Linked DNA regions of Mus musculus: region 1 is linked to region 2. Evidence: chromatin contacts called from public HiCAR-type data. All regions are on one chromosome and are shown on one strand. The core of a region is the stretch at or near the end of the contact, and the rest is flanking DNA. Distances in the headings are between cores, read along the strand shown.

Region 1 (5,223 bases), core at 22-2,521, 470 kb after region 2:
TCCAAGCAACAATGGGCTGGTACCTGGACAGAGCTTCATTGGTGAGGTGTTCTAGAAGCTCATGCTCATCTCCAAGCCAGCAACAGGAGAGGTCTAGACGGGTCAGCTCCCGGAAAGACTTGATCTCTTCAAGCTTTTCTGCAACCACCAAATACCTGTGCGGTGTGCAGAGCAATCAATAGCTTGTCATCTTCTTTTCAAACTTTAAGGTTGTGACTTTGTGTCACAGACAACATGACATTATTCCAAAGGGCCAAAAATAAGCACATAACACTGATTCTATCACATGTAAATACCTCAAAAAAACCCTTTGTATAAGATGATAGAATCAACACCAACAAACAGAAGAGTCTGAGCAAAGGCAAGTCAATTAAAAATCCTGTCTGTCATTAATCAGACCTTGGCGGTAGCTGGGCTTTACCTGGGGATTTCCAAACTTACACACTGTCTCTCTCTTTTTTTTTTTTTTTTTTTTTTTGCTTTTTTCCTTTTTTGAGGAAGGGCCTTACTCTGTAGTCTAGGCTGGACTTGATTAAAAGTCTCCTGTTTCAATTACAAGCATGAGCCCACACTCTAATCTGCATATACTAAAAGGTATTTAAAAAACCACCTAGCACATCGCATTTTCTCTTTCTACTGAAGCTCAAGCCTGAGCACCCGTCCACACCACTGGCTCTGTTGCCCTAACTACCCTGAAAGTATGCTACAGCATGACTCTCATTTAGATGCTTATTAAGGCAAACTATGAACATAAGTGACTTAATTACACTGGAGCACCTTGCCAAGCTGTTATCAGGAAGCATCAGGGAGGCCTCTGGAGAGGAACAGATCAAAATGACATTCCACAGCCTGGCTGGGCTCTGCTCTGCCTTCTACTTGTTCATCTATTTCTAATGAGGTCAACAGGAAAACATGAAAGGGATTAGGTGTGAGCGAACAGGAGAGAAGAGGTTCCTAGGATACTAGGGAGGCCTGACAGTGGCCAGAGCATCCACTTCTCATCCACTTTCCTCTGGAAGCCTGGGATGTCTGCAGCAGAAGAATGTGCTGGGATTAGTGAGAGCACAGCTCTCTTACTCTGCAGGAGTTTAACGGTCAAAAAAAGGATGGCTAATCAGAAGGGAAGAATGGCGGAGCTCTTTCCTTCCTATAACCAAATGAAATTATTACTGTTAAAGCGACAACTTGCCTACTAGGTAAGTGGGCTGAGGTGCTGGGACTCTTTTTAAATGGAAAAGTTTAAACTGCCTGGAGACAGAGCTCAGCTGGGTACATGAGTAAACATAACTTACCCAGACTATTGTAGCTGCACTGAAAATAAAGCTGCTTTCTACCTTCTGATCTCAGTTCTGAAGTGTTAGTGGGGATTTAGGGGGTTACTGGCAATTAGAGAAAGGAAAACACACATCCTTTGATCAATTACCAAAGAATTTTTAGTAACTCTGAAATTAAGTTGAAGAACATAATACTGTGTGATGTGATTAAAAAACATCACGGAACTCAAGGCTGAGGACTGGCACAGACAGTACTAGATGCTAATCTAGGGCACAAGGCTGAGGCAGGTAGAGTGGCAGCTCCCAATGATTCAAGCCTGACAACCTGAGGTTGACAGCTCACATAAAGTGGGGAGAGAGAGCTGTCTCCTCTCACTCCCTCCCCCACCTGTCTCTGTCTCTGCTGCTTCTCCCACAATAAAATAAAAAGAATTCAATCTCAGGTCTGATTTGCACTAAAATATCTGTGTGTATTCTGTTGTTTCTTTACCGTTTGGGTCTTCAGAGGTCATTTGGAAGACAAGCTGCAAAAAAGAATACACACTGCAAACTACTTCCCAGAAATGTTACACTCACGTATTGTTTTGTTACTGCAGCTGCTTACATTATTAATATGCTCATCAAATGTGAATTAAAGTGTTATTATCACAATCTAACCAATGAGACTATAGAATATTAGGGACAAACAGCATTTTCAAAAGCATGGGAACTCTTTAGACTGTAAAGATAATGGAGAAAGCAGGAAAGCAGAACACCAGCTGTAGAGCACGCAGTCTAATGAGGGAAAGTATGTTTTTGAACATCAATACTGTGGTAGAACTGTAAAGTTTTCATTTTAGTTTTATATATTCTCAAATATGGAGTCTTTATACATAATTCTGCTTTTCACCCCTCTAACTTGGAATAAAGTAAGGAGTGAGGCATGGCAAGGTTGCCCATGCCTATCATAGCACCCAGGAGGCTGAGCAGGAGTTTGACAGTATAAGGCCAACCTGAGCTAGTACAAGATCCTACCAAGGAAGGAAGAAGGGAGGTGGAGGGATAAAATGTTAAATAAACTGGCTTTGTCATTCAGCAAGATAAGTGTTTTCCTTTCATTGGCAGCAATCCCATGTAGGCTACAGCACACATAATTTTCAGGAAATGCCTGCTTTGTGCAAGTCCAAGGTTCTGCTCGGTGTCCTCTGGCCTAATCCTTTTAAAGCAACATATGCAACCTGACCTGGGGTGAATTCATTAACTCCACAAACCAATTAAATAAAGACTAGTTACGCTTTTCTTCCTGTTTTATGAGTTTTATATTTTCTGTTATTGCTTTCTCTTTTATAGTATACATCTTGTTTGGCCTCTCTTTTTTTTGGGGGGGGGGTTCTCTGTAGCCCTGGATGTACTGGAACTCACTCTGTAGAGCAGGCTGGCCTCACACTCAGATCCACCTACCTCTGCCTGAGTACTAGGATTAAAGGCGTGCTGTTGGCTTCATTTTATAGGTTGTATTTATTATTCATCTGAACGGTAAACTGGTGGGTTGGGGAATGTGGCTCAGAGAGAACACTATCCTAGTATTATTAGGTCCTGGATTGGATCTTCAGTATCACACACACAAAAAATGAATTAATGCAAAACTGCCTTTTAATCATAAAAAAGTTCAGGTGGTACATTATAAAATTAAGTCTACAATATTGATTACAAATGATTTTCAAATTGTGTGTACAAAGAAAGGTTCGTAGTATATAAAACATGTAGGCATCCACACTGCCAGTTTGACAAACTGGAAAGCCACAGAGATGTAAATGTTCAAAGTATCTCTGGAATGAGAAAAAAAAGTGGTTGGGCTCTGGGAAAGGAAACAGGAGGTTTGAACTGTTTGCCAGGGTCATTTTTACTTTTTTAAAAGTAGTAGATGTTCTCAAAGTTTTCTTAAATGATAATGAAATAATTATTTTAAATAAATACAAAAAGTGCATGAGCAAAGGCAAATGAGTAACAAGGAAAAGTCTGCTCTGTGAGGAGACACGCTGGGGTGCTGGGGACTTCTCTGAGCATTTCCAAACTTCAGGATGTTTGAAATTTTAATCATGCATTTTAAAAATGTTACCTTTTAATCTAACAGTCAATATCTAGTGTTCTTAAAACTGAAACAGGACCAAGAATTCTGAGTACTAATCTTAACATTCCCAAGGCTATATCAAGAGATATTTGGCAGGTCATAAATTTCCTGTATTCTCTTACGAGTGAAAAGAGCTCCAAGGGAGCAAGACGGTATATGCCTATACCTAAAAGTTGAGGGGGAGAACAGAACAGTTTGTGTCCTTTTTGTTTGTTTGTTTTTGTTTGAGATAGCATTTCTCTGTGTAGCCCTGGCTGTCCTGGAAATTGTTCTGTAGACCAGGCTGGCCTCAAACTCAGAGATCCACCTGCCTCTGTCTCCCGAGTGCTGAGATTAAAGGTGTGGACTACCATCACCTGGTGAGCCTAGTTGTTCTCTACCAGCCTGGGCAATATTGCAAGACCATATCTCAAAGGGAAAAAGAGAGAAGTTGGTTGCCAAGTATTTTTATCTATTGGAAAAGCGGCGGTAGCCAAGCTAATCCTTACAGAACATTTTCAAAATAATGCTAAATATTGTCTATGAGATGAAGAGAGAAAAAGTTACTGATCCCCCTCCTGCTTCCCTAGCCCCCCTCAAAATGACCTGTACTTTAAATGTGTAAGTTCAAAATTGAAAGTACTATCTGATGGTAGAGCTTATGAGCCCACTAAGGCCCGGGGCTTGACAGGCTAAACATCCACTCAAGTACTCACTAGCTAACGAGAGAGAATACTACCACCCACCTGTTTCGCAAGCACAGCGAGCACAGCACCAGACTCCCGTAGGCCTCAGTGAACTTCTGTAACGCCCTGAGCCCTGCCCCTGGCTCTGTGAATTTCTGTCTGGCTTCAGCAGCAGAGAACAGCTTCTCAGCGATCTGCTCAGGAAAGCCGATGAGGGAATCAATGTGATCAACATTGTCGGAGATGAAGCCCAGCACCAGACTGAAGAGGGACTTAGCAGAGTATCGCAGATTCCCCTCTCGGGTGTACGTGAAGATAAAGTGATCGGTCTTCTCTTTCTGTGCAGTGTCGTCTTCCCTGTTCATGCACAGCTCCACGGAAAAGCCTTTGGGAAAGAGTCTGAATGGTCGTGGCTTCTGCAGGCTGTTTTTAACACCATCCAGAGCCAGGTTGACCATGTGTAGCTGCCCATTTTCTCGAACATAGATGGGCCCTGGATCCAGGTGGGCTTCTGAGTTGAGGTAGTAAGCCATTGCCTTGGTTGCAACTGTAAAAGCAAGGTGTGTGGAGGCAAATCCAATTAGAATGTCATCTGCAGCTTCACCTTGCTGTGCCCACAGCTTTATGATCCTACCACTACCAGGAAAGCAAGACTCACCAGTTGCTGAGAACTTTGTCACTATGAGGCTGTTCTACTGTTTTTACCTGAAGTGCCTCTTTTGCATTTTTCTCACCTATTTAGTAATCTACTCATCTTTCAGAACTTTGAGCTCAAATTTCATTTGGAGAATTCACCCAGAATTTACAAAAAAATGCCAGCAACAATTCTTTTCAAAGTAGACTCACAGCAGCACAGCTTATGTTAGCAGAGCAACGAGGAGCATCAACTAAATGCCCAACACTGAGTCCTAGTAAACAAAGCATACACTATTTCATCAGACATTATGAACCCACTAGAATTCTGGAATTAAAAATGTTTACACACAGAAAACAGTAACTCCGCTAGCGGGTTTGGCACTTTCCACACATCTCTTTGTTGCACTTGGCTCACTGTCTTATTGATTGGCTTCTGGGTCTGTCTTAGCTGCTTTGCACACAGAGAGAAAGACCACATTTAATTCAGACTCCATAACAGGACTCTGGTACAGTGCAGTCCCTTGGGAGAATGTCATGG
Region 2 (5,384 bases), core at 1,409-3,908:
CTTTGGGTCGAAGCGAGTGGAATTGATTGACCGGAGCGAGCAGAGGTCCTAAAACTTCAATTCCCAACAACCATTGGGAATGTATTTATACATGTATTTATACATAAAATACATATACATATACATGTATTTATACATAAAATAAATAAATAAATAAATCTTTAAAAAAAAAAAAAGAATGGGGGTGGGGTTCCAGTTCTCCTGGCCAATGGTGGCTGTCAGCTGTGGTTAGTCACAGCGTGTTATCATAGCTCCTAAGTGCTGCATACTCTCTGAAGTGCTTCACATGTATAAATCTAGTTCTATTCCAACAACAGACTTGTGGGGCAGGTGCTCATTACCATCATGTCACAGACAAGGAAACTGAGGCTGGAGTCAAAGGCAAAGCCCAACTGCAGTCCCAGGGATCTGGTCAGGAACTTGTTCCTGGGAGCTATACACATGGCCCCCAGGGTCTCCTAGGGCAAGAGGAGGCTAAAGCCCGGGTCCTTGGAGCAGCAGCACAAAGTGTTCACAAGACAGGGACAGGTATGAGCCTAGTTCAGCTCACAGTGGGATGAGGGCACAGCTGGCTGGTGGGCCACAGTCTCTTATAAGGGTCCTGCAGCTAACCTGTTGACTTCAAAAGATCCAGGGTAACTCATTCAAAGCCCATGACTACTAGGATGATAGAGACAAGCTGGGCCTCTCTAACCCAGAACTGCTGTGCCTCCCAGAGATGCAGCCTCTTCCAAGAATCCCTGAGTACTTGGGAGGCAGAGGCAGGCAGATCTGTGAGTTTGAGACCAGTCTGATCTACAGTTTTAGGATGGACAGGGTTACACAGAGAACCCTGTCTCAAGAAAGAGGAAGAGGAGGAGGAGGAAGGGGAGGAAGAAGAAAGGAAAGAAAGAAAGAAAGAAAGAAAGAAAGAAAGAAAGAAAGAAAGAAAGAAAGGAAGAAGGAAGGAAAGGAGAAAAGAAAAAGCATACAAAAAAAAGAAAGGAAGGAAGGAAGAACAGACAGGAAGAGTCCCTGGGCAGCATGCACAGTTGCTGGACCGTGTAGGAGAGGAGGAGAGCACCTAGGAACTCTTGGCCTGGGTGGGAGTCCACACCAGACAGCTATCCATCTTTTAGGCTCTCAAAGGCAGCCTAAAGGCTGCTACACTTGAAGCAGCAGGTCCTGTTGCCATGGAAACCACTGCCAAAGGCAGCCCCAGCCTGGCTGTGCACCCGGAGCCTGCATGGATGTTGATGCAGGTGGCTGGATTTCTGGGTGTGGTTGCTCAGAGAAGAGGGAAGGTAGATTCTGTTTTCCCACATTATTCACAGGGTGAGAAGCTCGTAGAACATTCTAGACCAGTGATCTCAACCTTCCTAATGCTGCAACCCTTTAATACAGTTCCTCATATTATAGTGACCCCCCAACCACAAAATTATTTCAATGCTACTTCATAACTGTAATTTTGCTACTGTTATGAAATGTCATGTAAATATCTGATATGCAGGACATCTGATATTTGACCCCTGTGAGAGGGTTGGTGGAACCCCAAAGGGGTCATGACCCACGGGTGAGAACAGCTATTCTAGACAGAAGCCCTGAGAGAGCTGAGGAAATGCAGGAGGCTGGAGGCAGAGGATAGATGGGAAAACAAAAGAAGCCCCTGTGGGGAACACAGCAAAGACCCATATGCCCACACGGTATCCTGAATTACCACATCCTTGGTCACACAGGATGCTTACCAGGAATGCAGAGATCAGGGATCATGGCCCATCTCACAGATGAAGAAACTGAGAACAGCTAAGCCCGGGCCAGTAGTCAGCACTTGGGATCCAGACTCCCCTGCTCCTCTGCTTCAATCCTGAGACACACACACACACACACACACACACACACACACACACACACACACACACACACACAGTGCTGGAGTGTGGCCATCCCTTCGGACTCCATAATGTCTAAAGACAGGACTAATGACATTGTGGCTCTTTTCGTTCATTCATTCAATCAATCAATCAATCAATCATTCATTTGACAAGCACCTCTTCTGCATACTGGGCCCTAAGTCAAATGCCAAGGACACAAGATGCATTGAGCCTATATACAGTAAGACCTCAGCCAAGAGACAAACAGGACCAGACTTAAGTACAAATCCCATCCTGTCCCCCAGACACTGCGATTTCAAAGAAAGGCCCTTCCTTCCCTGAGCCAAGCCCTAGATCTAAGATTCTGGGTTCTAGCCTGAGTTCTGACCTGCCTAGTTTCCAGTGAAAAGCCATGGGGGTCATCACCCTGTGAAACAGAAATGCCACGCTTCGGTGAGCAGGGCTGAGTGCCTGCCTGAGGCAAGCAGAGGAACTTATTCCTATGTCCCCCTACTCTGCAAAAAGAAGTGTGCAGAACCCCAGGCTAATGCCCAGGCCACAGGATCGGGCCCTCCAATTACTATTGCATAAATGTCTCAGACTTTACTCTCTCCTTGAGCTCTGTGGTAATCTGCTCACTCCCAGAGCCAAGATGGGCAGCCAGCCAGCAGGAGGCAGGAATGTGTACAGCCAGGAAAGCTTTAGCCAATGGGGACATTAGAGCATGGCCACTCCTCCCAAGACTGCAGAAGCCTGGGATGAAGTCAGAGCCAGGCAAGCAGGGCCAAGACAGCTGACAGGGAGGGAGGGCGGGCATGTAGAGGTCAGAGCCAGGCCTTCCCTGACTACAGCTATGCCAGACACTGGCCCCAGGTCACCCAAACCTGGCCAGATTTTAGTCCTGACCCCAGCTGACCATGCCATGGACTTGGTTGGTTTCCATCCTCCTGGCCTGTGTCGCCCCACTGGGTCAGAGCAGAAGAGACCTCATTGCCCAAACCCTCTACAGTGAGATTTGAGACACTAAGGCTGCCCAGTGATACCCAGATGAGGAGCCAATAGAAACCTTCAGGAGCCAGGGTTGCTGCTAAGCAACCTAACGGCTTCCCCTCTATTTCCTCCATGGTCCAAGTAGCCAAGTCTTGGTGATCTCAACTCCTCCAGTCCTGCCCACCATCTGCCCACTCTGGGCCCTGTATGTCTAACTGTACATGTTTCCACAGCCTGACCTCAGGCCCCCACGCTCTACTGGCCATTCTCAGACTCCACTTAAAGCCCACAACCACAGCCACTTGCTGTGCCTTGCCTTCCAGGGAGACCTAATCAGATCTTCACAACGTCCCTGCCACAGGTCTTCTTGTGGCACTCTGCCCTTCCTAAAGAGCAGTCCCCACCAGGCACATTCCTCACTCAAGACTATCGGATGCAGAGGGAAGACAGGAGACAGATGCTGTTGGGTGCCTGAAGGCCAAGCCAAGGGGGTTCCTTTTAGTCCTGAAAAGCCCTGCAGAAAGGAACGCCCTACAGTGGTTAGTGGGGACAGGAAACCCAGAGTTTATGGGACCACTCTGCAGAAGCAGTCCTATGGCAAGGGACTATCCTGAAGGGAGTCACTGGCTTAGGAACCCTTGAAGTAACTCATCATGAAACAAGTGCTGGGGCCCCTTGGCTTAGGCTCGAGTGCAGTTATATTTTGAACCTGTACAATCTCAGGCAAGCTGTTCAAACTCAGTTTCCTTGCCCATAGAAAGAGGATCGATCCTAAGCCAGGCCTGGTGACACACACCTCTGATCCTATCACTGGGAGGCAGAAGCAGACAAATCTCTATGAGTTCAAGGCCAACCTGGTTTACATAGCAAGTTCCAGGGCATCCAAGTCTACATAGAGAGACCCTGTCTCAAAACAACAACAACAAAGATTATAATACCTGCCTCCAAGGGTTATCAAAGGGATGGCACTAAGGAGATCAAGCATGAAACACCCCTGGCATCCTCCATCCATGGAGGACATTTGTTGAGCACTTACTTTTAGCACTATGAAACTAAGTCAGATGCTGTCCTTTCTACCACGAAGATAGCAGGGCCACAGGGCAACCCAGGGCAGGGGTTAGGAGATTGTTATCATCTCCTCCAGGAGGGAGGCTGGGAGAATCTAAAACACCAGCGATCTGTGGTCCCCTGAACCACAAGGCAGAGCTTCAATCCCTGACACAGTCTACAGTCAAGAGTTCTTCCCTGCCCTCCCCTCCCCCATCCTGTCTCTGCCAAGGCCCCATGGAGAGCTATAATGGCATCCCACAAGGAGGTGGGAAGAGAGCCCTCTGGCCCACCCTGGGAGCCACAGGCAGGCCCCATGAAAGGCCTCATTGTCTGAAACCGGCCGCACTGAGCCATGTAATGATGTTGCCTAAACTGGATACAAAGGAGGCCATGGCCCCAGCCTCTCAGAGATCCCAGCTACACACACACACACACACACACACACACACACACAGAAAGAGAGAGAGAAGAACGCACATACACACCCCACAGAACACAGATTGAGAGCAAGAATGCAAACAAATCAAGTTAAGAAACCAGGAGGTAAGGTCCTCCCATCAGACCAGGCAAAAGTGAGTATTGTGGTTTCCAATCCCAAAAGAGGGATTCGAAGGAAGGAGCCCAGAGGACAGTTCCTCCAGGCTTCCTACGGTCTAGACCACCAGGCTTCAATGTTATCTGTACCCAGGAGCCAAGCAAGCATCTAGACTTCTTGCTAGCACTACATGTTTCAAGTCTGGGAAGGGTAGAGAAGTTAACCAGTGCTTTTTGGTCAAGCACTTCCTCCATGCCAGCTTAAGTGTCAGGGCCCGAGTTAGGTGTTCCCATATTGTCATTATCTTCCCTGCACAGCATCCACCTCTACTGACAAACAAAGCACGGAGGAGAAAAGGCACACGGCTTCTGCATGGTGGCTCTTCAGTCATCCCAAGCCCAACAGCGAAGACCATGGGTAGCTCTCCCCAGCATTTCTGCAAGCCCTAGATGTAAGAAGGGCAGAAACTCAGAGAAGTGAAGAAAATGACCTCCAAGTCACACAGTCAGTGACAGATGAAAGAACAAAGCCTCGGGCCCTGGGTCCCCCACGAGAGGCTGACAGGAGCTGATCGGACTGCTACATGTGCAGGCATTGGGTTTGCCTTACTTCTGAGCTCTTACTGGGCTTCTTGGGGTGGAGAGGGGGAGAAAGACCTGAACTCAATATGGAGAAGAAGGAAAGGAAGGCTAGGATAGGGACAAGCACTCTCTTTCTGCCCCTCCGATCCCAGCCTCAGGTGCTGTCTCCAGCCCTGCCACTTGGCCTCCTGGAGCTGAATATAAATGCCTTTCCCGGCACATCAACCCCATGAGACCTGAACGGGCCACTCTCATCTCAGTTTCTATATCTGCCAAACGCCTAAGGCTAGTGAGCCCACTGGGATAGCTAAACCCAAAATCACAGGGAGGAGCTGGACATGGTGGAGTAGGCCTGTGATTCCAGCACTTTTGAGGCTG

Evidence for each region. HiCAR-type assays count read pairs that join an accessible place to other places.
Region 1: a contact with region 2 is called in a HiCAR-type map of astrocytes, with 2.3 times the contacts expected there. The contact joins two enhancer-like sites. A contact is called at or near these places in 5 of 39 promoter capture datasets (the C10 cell line, hippocampal neurons, liver and 2 more), 1 of 484 Hi-C or Micro-C datasets (memory CD8 T cells), 11 of 115 datasets of contacts at active chromatin or transcription factors (the SCID.adh cell line, astrocytes, embryonic brain and 6 more) and 3 of 9 other capture datasets (embryonic stem cells, liver and pancreatic islet).

Annotation. Positions count from the first base shown.
Region 1 is chr4:107,243,185-107,248,407 of GRCm38.p6, forward strand. Lrrc42 (leucine rich repeat containing 42) reads right to left here. Exons shown (of 8, transcript NM_029985.2): 2 at 4,110-4,596; 3 at 24-155. The coding sequence starts at 4,582. Among named protein-coding and RNA genes, the nearest start is that of Lrrc42, 7.7 kb to the right of the region's middle. Within about 2 kb of position 1,272, at least 39 of the 459 cell types and tissues checked have an H3K27ac peak or open chromatin away from gene starts, as enhancers often do. A contact at or near this core is called in astrocytes and stem cell-derived neural progenitor cells, where this site is marked.
Region 2 is chr4:106,776,018-106,781,401 of GRCm38.p6, forward strand. The region is part of intron 1 of Acot11 (acyl-CoA thioesterase 11); the gene reads right to left. Among named protein-coding and RNA genes, the nearest start is that of Acot11, 21 kb to the right of the region's middle. Within about 2 kb of position 2,659, at least 153 of the 459 cell types and tissues checked have an H3K27ac peak or open chromatin away from gene starts, as enhancers often do. A contact at or near this core is called in astrocytes and stem cell-derived neural progenitor cells, where this site is marked.